Regions from separate parts of the Sus scrofa genome. Here region 1 is linked to region 2. The links are chromatin contacts, called in public Hi-C maps. All regions are on one chromosome and are shown on one strand. The core of a region is the stretch at or near the end of the contact, and the rest is flanking DNA. Distances in the headings are between cores, read along the strand shown.

The links. Hi-C and Micro-C count contacts between places; a contact is called where the count stands out from the background.
Region 1: a Hi-C map of skeletal muscle shows a contact between it and region 2, with 4 times the contacts expected there. A contact is called at or near these places in 17 of 47 Hi-C or Micro-C datasets (alveolar macrophages, embryonic fibroblasts, epiblast stem cells and 11 more) and 1 of 2 datasets of targeted methods (skeletal muscle).

The regions. Positions count from the first base shown.
Region 1 is chr3:71,235,274-71,239,846 of Sscrofa11.1, reverse strand. DYSF (dysferlin) reads left to right here and starts at 2,189. Exons shown (of 57, transcript XM_013996042.2): 1 at 2,189-2,442. The coding sequence starts at 2,352.
Region 2 is chr3:71,202,340-71,206,973 of Sscrofa11.1, reverse strand. All of the region lies in intron 3 of DYSF (dysferlin), which reads left to right. Among named protein-coding and RNA genes, the nearest start is that of DYSF, 33 kb to the left of the region's middle.

The DNA.
Region 1 (4,573 bases), core at 940-3,439, 33 kb before region 2:
AGGGAGACATGAAGGGCAGCCAGGTTGGGAAGTAGGAAGCCAGGATGAGAAAGAAGCCTCAGGAAGCGCTCAGGCCACCAGCTGCTGTTGTTCTGGTTTACAGAGCTGGTGTGTGGAGACCCTGTTCCTTGGATACAACCAAGTATTTGTAAAAGTCCCTTGAACATTCCTCTGGAAATGTTAGATATGCCCCTAAAGACTTCTTGTGCCACCTCTGACTGATTAGAACAGGACAAGGGGCCAGGATGTTGTGTGCCAGGGGAAAGGTGCAAAGCCAGGAACCCCTGTGATGGTAAAACAATATATATCCCAAATAATCATACTCAAAATAACCCCTAGGGGGCAGCACTATCCCTTTGAGAACCACAGGCTTAGCCTCATCACCGGCTGGAAGGGAGGCTGGGGGGTCAAGTACAAGGTCCCTCAGAGCAATCCCAGGCCAGCCCATACCCTGCATTGGGAATCCCTGGCTGCCTGAGACAGACTTGGCCTCTCCCCTTATCCACCGACTCCACCATCTAGCCAGAAATCAAGGCAGTAATAATTACACAAGTAGATATTGCTTGCAATTGGGAAGCCTACAAAGAAGGGAAAGTGCTGACGTGCAGTTCTTTGCCAGGGGACCCATCCTAGACTAGGAGGGAAGTGAGGGACTGAAGGATGTGGGGGAGGCCCTTTAAAAGAGAGGGGAAGGTAGGTGCAGGGAGGTGACAGAGTGCTCTGAGTTTGTAGGGAACTCAGCATGTTCCAGAAATTGAGAAGCCACTGAAGCTGGAGCTCAGAGAGTCAGGGGCTGAGTGGCTTTATCTTCTCCTATGCAGAGGAAAGGGAGGAAAGGCTTTATCCAGAGGGCATGGAGGCCTTGGAGGGATTTTAAGGGGGAGGAGGGCCTGATTATATTTGTTTTAAGATCACCTGGCTCCAGTGTGGCTAATGGACCAGGCAGCCAAGGCAGGAGACGGTAGTGGTGGAAAAGTCTCGGTACTGTGGGCACATAGATGGTACCACAGTCGTGGGTGTCAGTAAGGATGATTTAGGCTGCAAGTGAGTGAGATCCTATCTCAAAAAGACTTTAATAATAAACAGTCTTAAAGTGATCTTCACTCCTTTTTTTTTTTAAGAATTTATTTTTAATGTCTTTTCTATGGCCGCTGCTGCGGCATATGGACATTCCCAGGCTAGGGGTCTAATCCAAGCTACTAGCCTCTGGCCCGCGCCAGAGCCACAGCAACGTGGGCCGGATTCCAGCGCCGCGTCTGTGACCTACACCACAGTTCACGGCAACGCTGGATCCTTAACCCACTGAGCAAGGCCAGGAATCGAACCTGAAACCTCATAGTTCCTAGCTGAATTCGTTAACCATTGAGCCCCAACTGGGAACTCTGTGATCTTCATTTCTAATACAAGCCCTCTTGGGAGGAAACCTCACTGAGTACCAGGCCCCAGTATGTGCCAGAGACCTGGTGGGCTCTGGGGACATGCAGGGTATAGCTCTACAGTCATCTTGGACCCGAGTGGACTTCATCAGCTGAAGAGGAATCGGACGGAACACGGAACAGGTGTTAACGGCTATAAGAAATCTCCCGCCCTTAGCGGGGGCGAGGGGACCTAGAGATTGGTGTTGGGATGTAGCAGGGCACCGATGCTCCAGGGCACGCAAGTGAATTTGAAAAGGCTCTGAGGCGCTTCGCGAGGGCTCAAACGCCAGAGACTCTAGGGCCACCTGGGCACTGAAGGCGAGCAAGGGGCTGGCATGGCAGGCCGAGGTAAGCAGCGCAGGGGCTGGGGGCTCAGAGCGCAGCGCACTCTCCGCCTGCTCCTCCTTCAGCGCTCAAACGCTTGCAATTTCCCGCGGACACACTCTGGTCTCGGCAGCCGGGTCTCCCCCTCCTCCTGCCTTCGCACACAGTCTCCAGGCGTCCGCAGCACGCTGGCCTGGGCACAGCGGACAGGAGAGCAGCGGTTGCGAAGTCGGCGCTGGTGCGCTCGGGGCTCGGGCGCGAGCCGGGACGCTGGGGGCTCCCGTGAGTAGGCAGGCTGGCGCGGTGTCCCGGAGCGGCGCGCCCCGCGTCAGCCGCACTTCCATTCCCGGCGGGGGCGGGGACCCACGGAGGGGGGACCAGCGCCCCCGCCGGCGCCCGCCTGACCCCTGCCTCGCCCCGCCCGCCACGGGCAGGGCGGATCCCGGCAGGGGCCGGAGGGGAGGGTCCGCCCAGCGGGTGTCCGGTGTCCTCTCTGCGGCCTCTCCCAGGCGTTGGGACTTCTCTGCGGAGGCGCAGCGGAGGCGACAGCTCCCCTTTGGCGCGGCTGCCGCGGAGCCGGGCGCTTGCTCGGTGGGGGCAGGCCGAACCATGCTGAGTTGCCAGCTGGTGAGGGCCAGCAACCTCCCCAGTGTGAAGAAGGACCGGCGCAGCGACCCGGTCGCCAGCTTGACTTTCCGAGGTGAGAGCCCCATAGCTGCGGCTCCCGGGCGCCAGCGCCCCAGACTGCGCGCGCACCGCCGGGTCTGTCGCCTTGGCTCTGGCACTGACTCTAGTCCAGGCCACATGTCAGCTGGGACAGAAATCTCAGAGAAATCTCAACTCTTGTCTTCTGCAGAGTGGACGAGGAGGATGCAACCAAGCACTATAAATGCCACAGTGCTCTGCAATTTTGGGAAACTGAAAGTACCTTTCTAAGTAAACGGTTACCACTTTTCTAAGAACGATATGGAGAGGGAATAATGTGCAAGTCTTTAGCGGGCAGTGGTGAGGATGGGTTGGAGGATGGATGCAGAAGAGAAAAGAATCAGGATCGCTTAAAAACTGGGAGTGGAGACCGTGAAAGTTGTGTCTTGACTTCATTCATTCTTTGCCCATCTTTCTTCAAGACTGGTCATATTGAATCGGCCGTGTTTCAGTTGGGAGGAAACGGGATAGAATAGGGCGGAAATTGCCTTGATGCAAGGAATTTTGAGAGTTCAAGCGTTTTCTTGGTTTGTCTGTTTTTGTTTGTTTTAAGGCACAGACCCTTAAGTGCCTGCATGTGGTTCTTAGGCAAGAGAGGGTCTCTCTGGGGCTACAAACGACTCACACCTCACCCCCTTCTCACCAGGCACCTTTAGTCCCCATTTCAAGGCAGACATTCCCATGGGAGGAGGTGTCTCAGGAATGGGGAAAGGGAAGAGGAAGGATCTGTCAAAATTAAGAGAAGAAACAATGGCTGTGAGTCAGGACTCCAGTTCTGCAAAGAAAGATAATTAAGGAGAGAGGAGAGGGTTTTCCTCTTACCAGTAGGCGTATCCTGTGGTTTTGTGGTGTTAAAAACGTGCAGCCCAAAAGATGGTCCAACATAGAGGGACAAGCGGCTGGTTTTTTCAGAAGGTTTGAAAATGGTGGGAGTACCCAAAAGGGGCCCTTTAGCTCTGACGCACCATCTCCATCTGCTCCCCAAGCCCCTCAAAATAATGATAACCATAGATGAAAGACACAGTCTGGCAAAGTGAGAAGTGAGAGTAGCTTTTATTCTTGGCTATGGGACCACTTACATTTTATTCCTTTTTTGAAAAGCGGGAGTCGAAACATTTTAGAAAACTTGGCAGTTTTCATTTATTGTTGGTATTTCTGGGTGCCTACTATGAAGTGCAGCTTCCCCTGTCCATCAGAATCTGCCTAAGCCATTCATGTGTAGGAACGACGCGGCCAACACTGGCTGGAAAAGAAGTTCCTTAAGCACCCTGAGCCTAGAATCTGACATGGTCTTTCAGATGCTTTGGACCTCTTTTGAGTCTGTTCACCGATCTCTTGCCCTGGTCCTCTAACTGTTTCGTCATAGCTACTCATCTCCCTATCCTGCAGATAAGGAAATGGAAACCTGGGAAAGTTCTGTGAAGTGTCCTAGTCCTGGCACGGAGCGCTTGGAGTGGGCACTACCCTTGAGTCTGAATCTACTGAATCTCTTGGCTGTTGCCCCCGCTCAGGTGCTGAGCACGTGCAGCTGCTGTCCTCTCCCCATCTCTGCATTTCCCACCCTTTATGATGCCTTATAATTTATTTGCACTGACAAGCCCCTAGCAAAGCTGCAATGCCACTTTCTCCAGGAAGTCCCCCAGGATTCCCCTGGCTAGCTTTGGTCTCTCCCCTAGGGATGAATAGCACCTTGTTTGGTTTGCTGGTGTACTCGCCCCAGCCAGTCTGTGCTCAGTACTTTGCTCCATAGTTAGGATCCCACGACTCCCTGAAGGTGGCAACCCGAACCATTTATCAGGATGCCCAGTGCTGAGAGCAAATAGGTGGTGCTCTGTGGTGTGTGCCCTTTTCGGCCCAGCCCCTGGCCATCTTCCAGATGTGCCTGGGAGTCTCAGCAGCGGTCCTCATGCTTTACTGAGCCTGAGAATCCTCTGGAGGGTGTGCTTGAAAAACGGATTCCTGGGTCCCATCCATAGAGGTTCTGAAGCAGCCGGTGTAAGTACCTTAAGAATTTGCACTTATGTACCTGATACAGGTATATATATGGTATTTTGGAACCACTGATGTGAGATGTGGTGAAAGGTGAAATTAATGTGACACTCTACTTCCCTGCCCCACAGGGGTAT
Region 2 (4,634 bases), core at 959-3,458:
TTTCTTCATGCTGTGGGCGTGGCTAAAAAAAATGCAGCCCAAGTTCTCCCTTCTGTCCAGCTCTCATCCTTCTCCCATAGGTAACCACTCTTTGTTTCTTCTATATCGCTCTTCCCTTATTGCTTAAACACCGGTATAGTTCTTACTTCCTCTTTTTTACATAATAAGTAGAACATTTATTTATTAAAATAGATTTATTGGGTAAAATGCTCGTAACAGTTACCATCTTAACCACTTTTAAGTGTGTATAGTTTGGTGGTATTAAATCCAATCACGTTGTTGTATAACCATCACCACCATCCATCCCCATAACTCTTCATCTGTAAAAACGAAGCTCTATATCCATTAAACAATAACTGCCCATTATCCACTCCCCCTACCCCAGCCTCTGGAAACCACAATTACGCTATCTGACTCTTATTAAAAAGAGTTATTTTAAAAAAACTTTGTTTTTTAAAAACTTTGTTTCTTTACTTAATGTATCTGGAAGATTTTCCATATATTATAAATCTTCTTTTTTTTTGTTGCAGTTTTAAGACTCATGATATCTTATTTCATTACTTTGAAAATTGGCACATATATTATAAATCTATGGTGTACCTTCCCACTATTTTTAATAGCAGTATAGTGTTCCATTGTATGTCTATACTTAACTTACCCCTCTTCTATATTGGCCATTTGGGTTACCTCCTGTGTTTTATTGTTACAATGATGTAAAATGGCCTGAAGTTTTAAAATAAAATTGTTTAAATGACTGGAATTCCTGTTGTGGATCAGTGGGTTAAGAACCAAACACAGTGTCTGTGAGGATGCAGTTCGATCCCTGGCCTAATTGTGGATCAGTAGGTTAAGAACCCAACTCAGTGTCTGTGAGGACGCAGTTTGATCCCTGACCTTGCTCAGTGGGTTAAGGATCCAGCATTGCCACAAGCTGTGGCGTAGATGGCAGATGTGGCTCAGATCTGATATTACTGTGACTGTGGCTTGGGGTAGCAGCTGCAGCTCCGATTTGACCCCTAGTCCAGGAACTTCCATATGCCACAGGTATAGCCCTAAAAAGAAAAAAGATGTTTAGCTTTCTTTGTGCTTTGTTAAAATCAACTTACTTGGCCACCTTAATTCACTCCTTCCCACTTAAGGCTCAGATTTGGAGGTCACCACCTCCCACTTCTGATAATACAGTAACCTACCAATTGGAAGGCGAACTTGGGAACAAGCTCTTTTTCCATGAGGAAATACATGTGCCCTGTCAACACAGACACTGCTTTGACCTTTCCTTCCCTCCCCCAGGCTAATTCCCGATTTTGCTTTCGGCCCATTGGGATGACAGCCGCTCCTTCGGCCCCACACTTCTACTGCCCCCCACATTCCAGTAGCTTCAGAACACAGCACAGCCAAGAGGGATGACCAGGTCTGGGAAGGCTGGACAGTGTTTTTCTATCCGTAGGCTGCAGGGGCAGGGCATGTGGTTTCCTTCCTGCTGGCCAAGCTACACATACTTTCAGAGCTGGCTGGGAGGCACCTGGTGCAAGACCCTTGAATCCCAGCTGCCACTGATGGGTACCCATGCAGTGTGGAGCATCCCTGATGTCCAGAAGGCCCCTGGTCCCCAGGGTCTGTGTCTCAGCCTTGATCTCAGGATGGGGCGGATCTCCTCAAGGGTCTGAGAGCCCCCCTCCCTCAGGTCTTTTCCCCCTGAATAACACCAGTCCTCTCCATCCTCCGTGAAATGAATGAATGAAGAGCGGCCTCAGACCAGTTCCCCTTCCTTCCTTTCCCCTTCCCCATCCCCTCCCCCACAGTTGGGCGGGGCTGCACATTCAAGGGACGCTCTGCCTCTCTGGGTGGGACTTGAACTTGAGCTCACAGCCTGCTTTTTAGGCTCAGGGACAGGCAGCCTGCCTCTGGTCTTTCCTGCCAGCGGAGTAGGGGCTGTGAAGGGACTGACCCCAACGCAGTCTGGGAAGTAGGGGTATTTCTTGGTTCAGCAAGACGTTTAAGGGAGGAAATGACAAGCAGTCTTGCTGGCCACGGTCGCTCGGCCACTCGCCCGGAGGTGCCTGGGCTGGCAGGGGTGGGGCCGGCATTTCCTCCTGCATTTCCTCCCATTGTTCCCGCCCCGGTTCCGGGAATTCTCTGGGCAGAGGGCTGGGCGGGCAGCCTGCGGATGCGGGTGGCCGAGGCTGGGTTTTACTCTGTGCGCCCTGACCCTCTGTGGTCTGGCCACAGCCTTCCGGGTCCAAAGCAGAGCCTGGACTGGCCACCTAGTTGTCTGCACCGCCAGGCCTGCCGTCCTCTGCTCCCCTGACCCCCCTGCCTCCTGCAGCCCCAGCTCTTGAAGCCTCAAAATTGCCTGGAGTTGCCACGAGGAATCTGGGGACTGAGTTTTTCAACCAAAAAACAATGCAGGAGGCTGCAAATAAGAAAAGCGTTTATTTGGGATCTTAAGAGTTGTGATTCAGGAGACACAAATCGGGTAACTGTTGAGAGAAAGAGGGCTTATAAAGCAAAAAGCCAGGAGATGGGTAAAAGTTACCTGGTGAGAAGTGTGATCGACTCAAAGTATTTGTCCTTAAGGAATCACAAGTGGTTTTAGGGTAGACTCCCATGAGTTCTTTTAGGGTAAGGGTCCTATAAATCATTTGAGTTTCTGGGAGGTTTCTGAATGACTTCATTAAGTCAGAAGGTCAGATTCCATCCAAGCCCAGATGTGTCTAAGTCACATTTCATTCCTGACCTCCCAGTTCCATTTTAGAGAGCTCTCTTATCGATACTGACTCTATTTTGATTTTCTTTTCACAAGTTCCGGGGCAGAGTCCACCATCTCTACCTGCTCAAGCAAGTCCCACTGCTCTGCTGCCTCAGTTTCTCAATGTCCCATTGTTACCCAGAAACTGGCTTTGCCTCTTGGTGGATATTGAGCCAAAAACCACAACAAAGTCAAAGATCGGGAGCGGAAGGATTTATTATTACAGCAAGTGAGGAGAGCACTGAGGGTCTTTCCCAAATTAGTGTCTCCCGGAATGGCAAAATCGGCAAAATTGAGGACATTTTAAGCTAAGGGTACTTGCGTATTCATGAAAGGGCTTGGGCAGTAGGCAGAGTCCAAGCTTTAGTAGATCAAAAGCTTGAGGGGCATCATTCCTTAGATTCCAGTGGATCTGGTGGTTGAGCGTCTGAGGGGGGACTTCAGTTTTGCAAAACAGCTCAAGACAGGGCTTTAGGCTAGTCTTTACCATTGAAATAGAACTGAGACTCTTCACGACTGATCTGCTATCTTTGCTATTGTTACTTCTCTTGCCTAATAAGTTGTCCTTTTATTCTCTTAAGACCTTTGTTACTAAGACCTGTTCAGGGACCAGCATTGTGGCCAGGCTTAGATCACAAAATGATTTAGGACAAAAATGGCTTCTCATGTGAAGAAAGCCATACCTGGGAGTTCCTGTTGTGACTCAGTGGTAATGAACCCAACTAGTATCCACGAGGATGCGGGTTCAATCCCTGGCCCCTATCAGTGGGTTAAGGATCCGGCTTTGCCGAAGGCTGTGGTGTAGGCTGCAGATGCAGCTTGGATCTCACGTTGTGGCTGTGGCGTAGGCTGGCAGCTACAGCTCACATTCAACCCCTAGCCTGGGAACCTCCATATGCTGCAGGTGCAGCCCTAAAAAGACAAAAAAAAAAAAAAAAAAAAAAAGAAAGACATGCCTGGTTTTCTTTCTCTGGGGATCCCTTACCTTATCTGCTTACAGTGTGGGCATTCTACACCTACAGTCTGGGTTGTTTTTGACATTGCTGGGGTTGCAAGGACATTTCAGTCAACATACGGGTGACAGGGGTCTTTCCCTTGCTGGCTCTGGGATGGAGACACTCAGGAGGGCCTGGTTTAGCAGCTTATGGACAAGCCTGCTCTATTCTGCGGACAAGTCCAAATGCTACAAAATGTGATTCCTAGGAGTTCCCGTCATGGCTCAGTGGTTAACAAACCTTGAAGTTGTGGGTTTGATCCCTGGCCTTGCTCAGTGGGTTAAGGATCCGGCGTTGCTGTGAACTGTGATGTAGGTCGCAGACATGACTGGGATCCTGTGTTGCCGTGGCTGTGGCATAGGCTGGCAGCTACAGCTCCGATTAGACCCCTAGCCTGGGAAACTCCATATGTTGAGGGAGTGGCCCCAGACATGGCAAAAAAGACCAAAAAAAAAAAAAAAAAAAAATGATTCCTAGCTGTATTTGTTTATTTATTTATATTTATTTATTTATTTATAGCAGCTGATTTATTTATTGATTTATTTTTATCACAGTAAAACATACATAACAAAACTTAACCATTTAACCATTTTATTTTTAGTTTTTTATGGCCACACCCGTGGCATATGGAAGTTCCTGGGCCAGGGATTGAATCTGAGCTGCAACTGTGGCAACGCCAGACCTTTAACCTGCTGTGCACAGGGGGATCACCCATTTAACTTTTTTTTTTTTTTTTGTCTTTTTAGGGCTGCACCTGTGGCATAAGGAGGTTCCCAGGCTAGAGGTCGAATTGGAGCTACAGCTGCCAGCCTACACCACAGCCACAGCAACCCCAGATCCTAGCCGCATCTGAGACCTACACCACAGGTCAAGGTAACGCTGGATCCACT